2 separate regions of the Anas platyrhynchos genome follow, and region 1 is linked to region 2. Evidence: chromatin contacts called from public Hi-C data. All regions are on one chromosome and are shown on one strand. The core of a region is the stretch at or near the end of the contact, and the rest is flanking DNA. Distances in the headings are between cores, read along the strand shown. Region 1 overlaps SLC44A3 (solute carrier family 44 member 3). Region 2 overlaps ABCD3 (ATP binding cassette subfamily D member 3).

Region 1 (5,458 bases), core at 998-3,497, 240 kb before region 2:
AAGCACCTAACATATAGCCCTACACAATGGGTCATTATGCCTCTGTTGAGGCACAGTAGCTGTGACTGACTGACAGCCAGAAGTGGCTCAGCAAAGACACCAGAAATAAGTCTTAGAGCAAAACGGGAGACAGTGATAGCAGGGGAATGACAGCCAGAAAGATGAGGCCGACAGAGGGCCATCAGAGGGACATCGTGCGGGATTGGAGAAAGGGTTAGGAATGGATGTGAATGAGTCTGAAAGCCAGGAGGGAGACAGATGGAAAAGTGAGGTGAAGATGGGACAAAGAAAGACACAGAGAGCAAAGACAGGTCAGCACTGTTTTAGGGAAGAGTACAACTGGCCAGGGAAGAAAAGGGTAGGTCTGAGAAGCATGAAAACAATGTGGGGATTAAGCAAGCAATAGCACAAATCCTGAAAGTGCATAAAAGATTAAGACTGGGGAATTAGTAAAAGAATCTGGGTCTGCTAACACCACTCCCTTTCACAGCCAGAGTATCACCTTTCCTCTGCTCTCAGCAAACATCCGCAAATCTCCCTTGGAAGTGTCCTGTTGCACTCTGGCCTGCCTAACAAGTCAGATTGCCCTCCCGAGGCTCTGATCAGCCTGCTACTGCTGTCAGTTTCTCCACTGGATCAGCTGGCAGAGATCTGTCCTATGTATCTAGGGTATGCAATCCTTTTGATGATTTGAAGTAGTGTCTTTATGATTCTCCGTGTTAGCTTTTCTGTTTGCTCAGCTGCAAAGTCCCACCTGATAAAGCTATAAGAGAATATGCTTATGGCTGGGAAACAAACTATTCTACATTATCCAGATCATCATGAATGAAAATGCACAAAAGATAGAATACTATTTTTTTCTAGTCATTTGATGTGTTTTTTTGAGATGTTTCACATCTCAGCCTTAAAAGTCATTCAAATATAACACACGAATAGTCAGTCAATAAGCCAAGTCCTCTTTTATTCCCAGCTTGCAATTAATATCAATCCCATCTTCTCATGGGTGTTTCTGGGGCATCAAGTGGCTCTATTTCTATTTCAGACTATCAAATATTGTGTCAATTACACAGGGATTTAGAAGAACAGAGTGTACATCTCCTATAGCCCAGCTATATTAGCTTCAGCTTGCTACCACTAAAGACGACCCCTCCTGTGATTTATCAGTTGTATGAATCATTCAAGAAAGGAGAATAACACCACAAAGTTAGTTTGTTCCAGTTTCCACATGAGCAAGCAGAGATCTCCACAAAGAGCCTTTTCAGCCTTGTCAATACACAAGCTAGAGTACAATCTGACCCTAGCGAAGTTTTGAGTGTGGTTGCTGAGCTGAAGCTGATTAAACTTCAGAGCTGAGTCATTTCAAGGTCTTAGAACAGAGCAAGAGGATCAGTGCATCAGGATTGCATGGTCTTTATACACAAGCCCAGACAAGAAACGGCACCAGAGTTGTGCCTTTGTGGAATGTGACAATTACAATGTACTTACTAAATGGGCTGAGTGGTAAATAGCATGGGTGCCATAAAAGGAATGAGCTTGATTTGGAAGTATATCTGCTATTTGGGACTGTTGTTGTCCCTCTCCATCCCAAAGAGTAGACATGCCAGTACATCCGCGTGCATCAATACAGAGAACAAAGAAGTACATGTATTGCTCTTCGCAACACACAGCAAAAGACAGGAAACAGAATTGGCTGAGTTTCAGAGAAATTAAAATCTTGAAAGAGCAGTAAAGATCTGTTTTTGTAAGGCTGGAGAAGACTGGTTTGTTCTGTAAATTCTGTAAATGGAAGGAAGGACCGAAGGCACACTAGAGAGCAGCAAGGGAAACAGCGAATATCTGGGATAAACCCAAGCCAAAGAGGCAGTTAGCTAGAAAAAGGCATCAGTCAGCCCATGTGGAGCCTGTAGAGCTTTCTGTGACCAATACAGTCAGGTCTAGCTCTGAGTAAAAAGAATGAGAGCTTTTCATTAATTGGGTGGAGTCCAGGGCAGCGTGGTTTTTATCAAGTAACATATTCATTATGAGGACTAGAGGGAAGTCTTTTGTGCCAGCCCAAGATCCTTCAGTGATAGTTCAGTTCTTGTAAGCTCAATTTATTTTAATGAGGTGGATTCAGCTATTGAACGTTTGCCAGTGAAAAGTAATCCTACTGAATCCCGACAGACAACTTGGTCTGTAGGCTTTACGTTAGACCCTTTCAGAAGTGCTGCTTCTGCACAAGGTAAGGAGCTGCTGCTGTGGCAGATTTCCCCACAGGATGTCACTCTCGGGCAGCTTTGCCAGCCCTGGTCTTTGCTTTCAGCAGAGGAAGGATTATGAATTCCAGATGGCAAACGCATACACAACACATCACTTTGTTTACAGTATCATCTAAGTAGCCTAAGTGCAATTTTGTTGTTGATTTTAATTTTGGACTTTCTGGAACTGCTTCCCACTGGTTCCTTTAGTGACTAATTAAGAGTAATGCCATGGCTTTATTGTGTCTAGACATTTGTTGTATAGTTTTAAAAGCATGTACAATTCTATCTGTACTTTTACAGTTGTCTTTTTAAAACTAAACTTTTCACAGTATAGAGAGGCTTAGACAGCAGCATATAGTTTCTTTTTTTTTATTCTTACAAATAACAGCTTTTATACTGAGAAGACATTAGATCATCCAGTCCTTTCAATCTTACCCGGCCTAATGCTCCCCACCACAACACAGGCAGCCAGCAGAAAATCTACTCCAGTTACTGGGCCACTTCATTGTAAACTTCATTGTATTCTCCACATATGTCTAGTCTCTTACTGCCATTACTATACATAGGAATAATCGTTACGGTAGTGAGGAATTCCAGCATAAAGCTCTTCATGTGTAATGACACGCTTCTGTATACTTTTATAAAAATGAACAAGAATCAAAATTCCACCACAATGCACTCAAAGACATGGCATCTTCCTTACTTGAAAAGAGAATGCTAAACATCCTGCTTTGCTCAGCATGTGAACGGCAGGAGGAAAGGTAACTATTTGCTCACTGGCAATATATTCACCTTTCAAAGAACTGACAATCTATAGACATGGATGATTGAACATCAAATTTAAAAAATATATATGCAAGTAGTCATAGGAAGTCAGATAATGGCCAACAAGATGTCTGTTTTTTATCTGACTTACTCCTTATGCTACCTCTATTTTATCTTCATGGTTTTATAGAGACACATTTTAATAGTCAGGACTTCTCATAAATTACCTGCTCAATCAAAGTTTCACCTTAATTACTCATGAAAAGAAAATCAACAGTGAGCAGAAGGCAGCCATGACTAGCAGTCAGCAATAGTTCTACAGAATGTTGATGGCATGAATTACGTATACAGTTTATTCATCTTCACTAAAGTTGTACTGAATCAGCACCAGGGCCACTGATGAGAAACTCTCTCAGATGACAGGCTCTAACTCACAAAAGTTATGTACTCATCCTTATAGGCGCAGCTGCTTTCAGGATGAGTCCGATAGCTGAAATATTTGCTGGGAACTATGGCCCAGTTCTGCAAATCCCAATTAAATGTTGTATAGCTAGAGAAATAATTCCAACTCTATTAATGAGTGATTATATGCTACTGTTTCAGAGAAAAGAACCCTGAAACCTAGTCTTCTTCATGACATTTTAATTTTCCCTGTTATCAAAAATATCTACAATATATCATTATATGGTGTATGTCAGACTCTTGTCTTTTAACATCCTATCTGGTATATATTCATGAAGTCCAGCTAGTTAGAGCAGCTGGATGCTAAAAAACAGGAGCTCGGCAGCTCCATGTCATCGGTCAGCTATATTCTTCAGGGCTCCATCCATTTGCCTCTTGCTGCTTAAGGTATCAATATATAGTTTCATTTAACTTTTAAGCACTTTGCGGAAATGTTTCCATTGATTGTTTAAAGTGAAAGAAGACACCATTTTTCTATGATAGCAGTAAAACCAATATTTACTTATTTTGTAGTATCGCTTCTGAAGTTCATTATGTTCCATATCTCAGATTAGGTTTAAGAAATACATAAGAGAGACTTGTGAGACTTACTTTCAAGTAATAAAACTGTTTCTGTAATAACAACTAATTTGCCATGGTCATAATGCTTATTACAGAATCCTGATGAAGCTTATCAGCAGTATTATTTTGTAAAGTGCTTCTGTAGTGTTAGCTAAAATGAGATACAGTATTATTTTTGTAGTAGACTTGGAGACCTATATGAAGAAAAATGTACATAAATGTTTAGATATTGTTGCAATATTGATTTATTTTCATCATGTACAGTTAAACCTAGGAGTGTTCCAAGCTGTTGTGATTCAACAACAGAATAACAGTATCCCTAATCTATTTCATCATCAGGAAAGTTATGGGATAGCTACTGTACTTTTTTCATTTTCATGCAGTAAAGCAGTTATCATTTTAAGAGCTGTTCCTACAAGAGCTTTTATTTTATTTTATGTTATTTTTAGAAACTGTGTATCATTACAGTGGAGTAAACTATTAGGTAATGTGTGATACAAACATACTTGATGGGAGGTAAAAATATCTTCTTTGGTCAGCTATTTGAGGAAACAACATTTTGCAGCAATCACTGCATGTTTAATAATGGAAAGATATTTTTTGAAAAGAGGATGTTGACCATCTTTCTAGTGACTAAAATTTGAAATGGTCTGAGCAATGACAGTATAATACAGTTTCCTGTTCACGTAACATGTTTGCACAACATAATGTTACTGATAATGCTAACTGTTTAGTAAAGCTTATAAAACACAAAGGATGTGCATGTGTCTGGGAATTCCCATGATCCTTCCTGTCTACCAGTAAGGGGGATCAGACAAAACTAACATCTATGGGCTAATCATGCGAAGGCTTATTCATATGAGTTGCCACTCTTCACCCTGCTGACCTATGAACTTTGTTTCAAATTTCTGTATTTACATAGTCAGTTATGCAGCTAAAAGTAATCCCGTTGTCCATCAACACTTGGCTCAGAAAGTAACATGCCACAGGGACTTAAACAGTAACATGCCCAAACAGGGATTTAAAAATATGATTTTATTCTGTGCATGTAACTATGGTAAGAGAGTTAGAGGCAATCCTGCCGTTTGTGGCTTTCCTCTGAAACCATTCAAGTCTGTAGGCCAGGTAGTGGTCTTGGTACTACTGCTGGAAGCAGAGTATTTGAAGCACACCAGGACATAGCACCAAGCTGAACTCACAGTATGCTCCCATATGATTATTTGTTTGTAGTCACTTGCTTGCTCATTCTTGCAGCAAAAAAAATGCATAGGCTTGGGGTTATATGCAGAAATCTGACCTTTAGTGAGTTCCTCAGTTCTTCCTCTCCTCACTAACTGCTGTTGAACAAGTATCTACCTCTGCTTGCCTCAGCCCTGCTCCTTGGTAAACTGTGAGCTGTGGTGTTTCCCTGCTCTTGTAAAGAACCCTCA
Region 2 (5,129 bases), core at 2,014-4,513:
ATTTCTGACAATGACCATGCTGGTCCCCTGTTTGTGTCAGTACTCTAGAATACTGCATTATTTGGTAGGGGCAACTTTTTTAATTCTAAAGGTTAAAAAATGCATGCAGTGTATTTTGATATATTTCAGTTTCAGGTTCAAAAGCTGAATTGAATACAGAGTCAGGAGTTCTTACACTTTTGTCTTGAGTGCAGCTGTAGAAGTTGGCCAGTTTCACACAAGAATATGAAAAATCTCAGATCTTCGTGCTTTTTCTTTCGGCCGGAACCAGAAAATGTAACACAGAACTGAAAAATTCTAAAATAAATAAATAAATTATATATATGTATATATATAATAATTAATGAGTTGGTTTGAACTTCACAAGAAAAATGTGACTATGGATCCAACTTTGCAGAACTTTCTTTGTTTGAGGATGGGTATTGTTTTACTTGTATCAGTTTGTCTCTCTCCACCCTGAAAAACTGTGTTAATTACATCCCTACCACATGCATGATTCATCTCAGACTCCTGGGTGTCTCCATCCTCTGGTAGGTGGAATGCAAAGAAAACTCTCTGTTGCCATTGCTTTTGTTGGTGAAGCAAAAGTGGTAGTTTTGGATGAGCCCACTTCTGGAGTTGATCCGTATTCCAGGCGATCTATCTGGGATCTTCTGCTGAAGTATCGCTCAGGTAACAGGTTTGAAGGAGTAAACTGTTGTTTTTTGTTTGTTTGTTTTTAAGCCTGCAATAGATACAGCATGTGCCTGCTGTGTAAACTGTTTCATAGGAGAATGGTTTGGTTTGTAAGGAACCTTAAAGACCTTCTGATTCCAACCCCCCTGCCATGGGCAGAGATGCCTCCCACCAGACCAGCTTGCTCAAAGCCCCATCCAACCTGACCTAAAACACTTCCAGGGATGGGGCATCCACAGCTTCTCTGGGAAACCTGTTCCAGTGCTTCACCACCCTCGTAGTAAAAAATTTCTTTCTGAGATCTAATCTAAATCTACCCTTTTTTTGGTTTAAAGCTATTCCCCCTTGTCCTATCACTACACTCCCTGACAAAGAGTCCCTCCCCAGCTTTCCTGTAGGCCCCCTTTAGGTACTGGAAAGTTTGCATGCTGGGAATATATGCAAACAAGATTTTCTGAGCAGACGATTATGGATGCAGCAAACTGAGTGCTGGCCCTGGTGCAGAGAAAATCCTACGTTCATTGCCGAAAACTATGCACTGTTTTGAGTTCCTAAGAGAGGTCATCCCTTAAATGTTCTTACTTGTTCCTTCTAGGCAGAACCATCATCCTCTCCACCCATCACATGGATGAGGCAGACATTCTTGGAGACAGGATAGCTATCATATCTCAAGGAAAACTCTTCTGCTCAGGCTCCCCGGTATTCCTTAAGAACTGCTTTGGATCTGGCTTCTATCTCACTCTTGTTCGCAAGATGAAAAACACCAGAATTGCAAGGAATGCAGTAAGTGTGTGCTTCCCTCCTCATGAAATCTGAAAAATACATATGCGTGCACTGTACCAAGGTAGAAAGCAATCAAGCACTGCTTGAGGCTTTGTACAAAACTGACTTCAAAATGGAGAAAACAATGACAGAATTTGATAACATTTCATGAAATTACATGGCTACATGAGGATCTCTGTAAAAATCTCTGATTTTATAAATATATATTCAGCAGGACAAGTGAAAATAGTAACTTGACATGAAGTCTTCAGTGGTCTGTAATTCACTTTCCTCAGTTATGTCTGTCAAAACCTTTACCTGTCAAGTTGCCTTTGTGCGTATACCAATCTTTCTGATGCCTCCTTTGCAATATAGTTGTAAACATGGTGCTCTCTAGTACCTAGCTCAAATATTAGTTGAGTCTAATCCGCAGCTAAAGCAGCATTCCACAGCTTGACAAGTACAGTTCTGGATTGTTTCTACTGTAGGAAGCACTTTCAGCCTTAGTACCAACGTGATCTGTATACTTACAGCCACTGCTGATCACATTTCCCCAGGCATTTGCATGTAATATAGAACTGACAAATATGGTTTGTGCAGGAGAATTTGTGTTGTCTATTTTACTTAATCCAGTCCTCAGATGACCTTCAGTGCAACATGTTCCAGATGCCCTTCAGATATGATGTATTTTTCACTGACTCAGAGTGTTCAAAGGCTGACAGCCTTTATACACTGTTTTGTATGTATCTGAAGCACTTTCATCTTTTATCTGTTGCTTCTCCATGCCAGTCATTTTGTAGCTGTGGATCTCAGTGCTCCTGCTCCTGTTCCAGCTGTGCACACAGGGACAAAGAAGGAACTCAAGTGCAGGAACTGGATGGTAAGAAGTGGAATGGTTCAGCATTCCAGCACATGCCTATGTCTCCTGTTGTACTGAAGTCTCACCTTACCGATCACTGCTGCTGAGGTCTGCTTTTCCAGCAGTTGTCTAACTGCATTGGATTTTAAAATGAATAAAGTTTCTTCACACTTCTGTATACCATTGCCCCTGTTTGATATATGTGTGGTCTCAGTGTGCTTTGGAAGTCTACTGTGAATTTTCAACAACTCTGCACCAAAATGTGCAATTTGGTAATGAAAACTGAAGCACATCTAGAGCAAAGGGAACTGGCTTTCTCAGAAAAAGTTATTTTGGCTTTCTATGTCAAAGAAGAAGTTAAGTAGATATTCCAGAAGATTTTGTTGTGCTTTATTAACAGTCCTGAATAGTTTCCTGCTACCTTGTTCCAGAACCATAATTAGTAACATGGCCCAGTCTATTACAGGTTAACTGAGATATCTTTAAGTTGCATAATAGAACAGTCCCCTTTCATATAGTACAAACAACAGCTTTTGAAATCATGCTTAGCGTGGTGAAATATTCATTCTTGGAACGCTGTTTTGACTTTTCACAGGAGATCTGAATGAGCTAGCAGAAGTAATTCATCATCATGTCCCAGAAGCAAAATTAATTGAAAGCATTGGTCAAGAAATTGTTTACCTGTTGCCCAGTAAGCACTTTAAACAGCGATCTTATGCCAGTCTCTTCAGAGAACTGGAGGAAACATTGGATGACCTGGGACTTAGCAGTTTTGGAGTTTCAGACACTCCACTTGAAGAGGTAACAGACAAAATATTTGCTGGTCCTACCATCAGTCCCCAGAATGTTTTCTGAGACTGTTCTTGCTCTTAAGCATGTAACCTTACTAATTCCTACATCTCCCTCGAAACCCAGTCATGTTTGGTGTGGCACGCTCAGAAAATCATTGGAATGGGCATAGAGAAAGGCCCCAAATCTGACTGTGTGTTAGTCTTGTGGAGCATGACTCATTAGCCAGAAATCTCTCTCTGTGTCTAAGTTGGATCATTTCTTTATTTTCTGAGATATTTCATAAGAGACCTCAGACTGTGTAGTAAGCAAGAGTACTGAAAAGGTATTGAAATTATTTTCCTGTTTCATTAAAGGATAGTATATAGTGTTTCTGAGATCAGGTTAATGTTCTATTCTTTACCAGATGTGCTTGTCTCTGACAGGTTTTCCTAAAGGTCACAGCAGAAGCTAGCCCTGAAATGCAAAAAGCAGGTATAAATCCATGAATCAGTATTTGATAAACTTTTCTTGGAACTGTTTTATATTCCGAATGCCAAGTAAAGAAGAGCCTCAGAACTTTCAGTCTATGTATGGAATTCTCATCAAAATATGTTTAGTCAGTAAATACCTGATTTTAGGGCCTGACATGATGTCTGAGAAACTAGATGAAGTCAGCAGAAATATTTTTATTTTGCTTGGATCAGGTCCATAACTGTGTAAATAAAGATGTAGTGTCCATCCCCCAGATGTCAGTGGTTTTTATAGGTAGTATTGTGTTGCCTAGAAGTCCATAAACTATCTACATTAATAACTAGTTCATCCTGCTGAGTAAGTGTATAATCTATGTGATGCTACTGGATACAGCCACACTGTAACAATTATAATTAAAGTAATCTGGTGATGTGATATATACTTTCGATCAAATCTTGAGCTCAGTAAGACATTTGTGCTGTCTTCATGTATGGAGAATAAAGTGTCTTCTCTGCCCCTTTTCATCAGGGTAATTCCTATTATTAATTGCAATTTTTAACCTAGGAGACAATCAAGAAAATGGTTCTACTTGTGGCAAAATTTCTACTGAGAATAAAACAGCTGAAAAAAACCCTCTGGAAACCAATGACACTTCTCAAATGCCAGTAGGCATAGCAGGAGATCAAAATGAAGGCAAAGGGTCCCGGCAGTATAAAGGTTTTCAGCTTGTACATCAGCAGATCAAAGCACTGTTCATCAAACGGTTCCACCATGCCTCCCGCAGCCACAAGGACTTCCTAGCCCAGGTATTGACTCACTGTTGGTGTCCTTGACTCTTTCCCATAATGTTCTCAACACTGTCTTTCCTGGTAATGTCTCCATGCAAAGCAACAGAGGTGCTGCAAATAGGTAACAGGTCCCTTGCTTTTCTAATCTATGGTTCCAGCTGCTCTGTCTCTATCTTTCTGCCTGTAATCTGTCATTCTCACCAAATTCAGGATTCAATCACTACTAGCCCAGCATTTTCTTTTTAACACAGTACAGTTCTGTGACAACCAGTCTTAACTGAAAGCATTAGAAGTAAACAAGTAAGCAGAAATAGATGGTGGTTGGGAGCTAAACTAGATCTCTGCTCCTGCTGTCCCTCCTTCATTTACATATATTATAAGCTGCGTACAATGTCACTCTGCAGCATATGTCTTAGTGTGGTGTTTTCATGTCCTCTGCAGATTGTTCTCCCTGCTAGTTTTGTGTTGCTGTCTTTAATGCTTACAGTCATTATTCCTCCATTTGGAGAATATCCTGCCTTAACCTTACACCCTTGGATCTATGGACAACAGTTTACTTTCTTCAGGTAAGAGGAATAAATAAATCTGTCATATAGACACACTTTTCTCCCTAGCATTTAGGATCATGGGGCTTACTGGGATACTGGGACTTACTGGGCTATCCTCAGTCTGTGTAGTATAAAAAAGTAGTAATTCCACTAGAATCAGCATACATCAAATAGCATGAAATTGGTGCATGTGGGGGAATACAGCTAGTAGTATGTCTAACCAGTAGTCCTCAAATACAGTGTTGTCTTTGGTAC

What was found. Hi-C and Micro-C count contacts between places; a contact is called where the count stands out from the background.
Region 1: a Hi-C map of liver shows a contact between it and region 2, with 3 times the contacts expected there. The contact joins two enhancer-like sites. A contact is called at or near these places in 2 of 8 Hi-C or Micro-C datasets (liver and subcutaneous adipose tissue).

The regions. Positions count from the first base shown.
Region 1 is chr8:8,978,265-8,983,722 of IASCAAS_PekinDuck_T2T, reverse strand. All of the region lies in intron 1 of SLC44A3 (solute carrier family 44 member 3), which reads right to left. Among named protein-coding and RNA genes, the nearest start is that of SLC44A3, 53 kb to the right of the region's middle. Within about 2 kb of position 2,247, at least 3 of the 8 cell types and tissues checked have an H3K27ac peak or open chromatin away from gene starts, as enhancers often do.
Region 2 is chr8:8,740,620-8,745,748 of IASCAAS_PekinDuck_T2T, reverse strand. All of the region lies in intron 1 of ABCD3 (ATP binding cassette subfamily D member 3), which reads right to left. ABCA4 (ATP binding cassette subfamily A member 4) reads left to right here. Exons shown (of 52, transcript XM_013106556.5): 25 at 535-672; 26 at 1,271-1,458; 27 at 2,227-2,317; 28 at 2,892-3,097; 29 at 3,511-3,559; 30 at 4,103-4,344; 31 at 4,768-4,892. Among named protein-coding and RNA genes, the nearest start is that of ABCD3, 46 kb to the right of the region's middle. Within about 2 kb of position 3,263, at least 2 of the 8 cell types and tissues checked have an H3K27ac peak or open chromatin away from gene starts, as enhancers often do.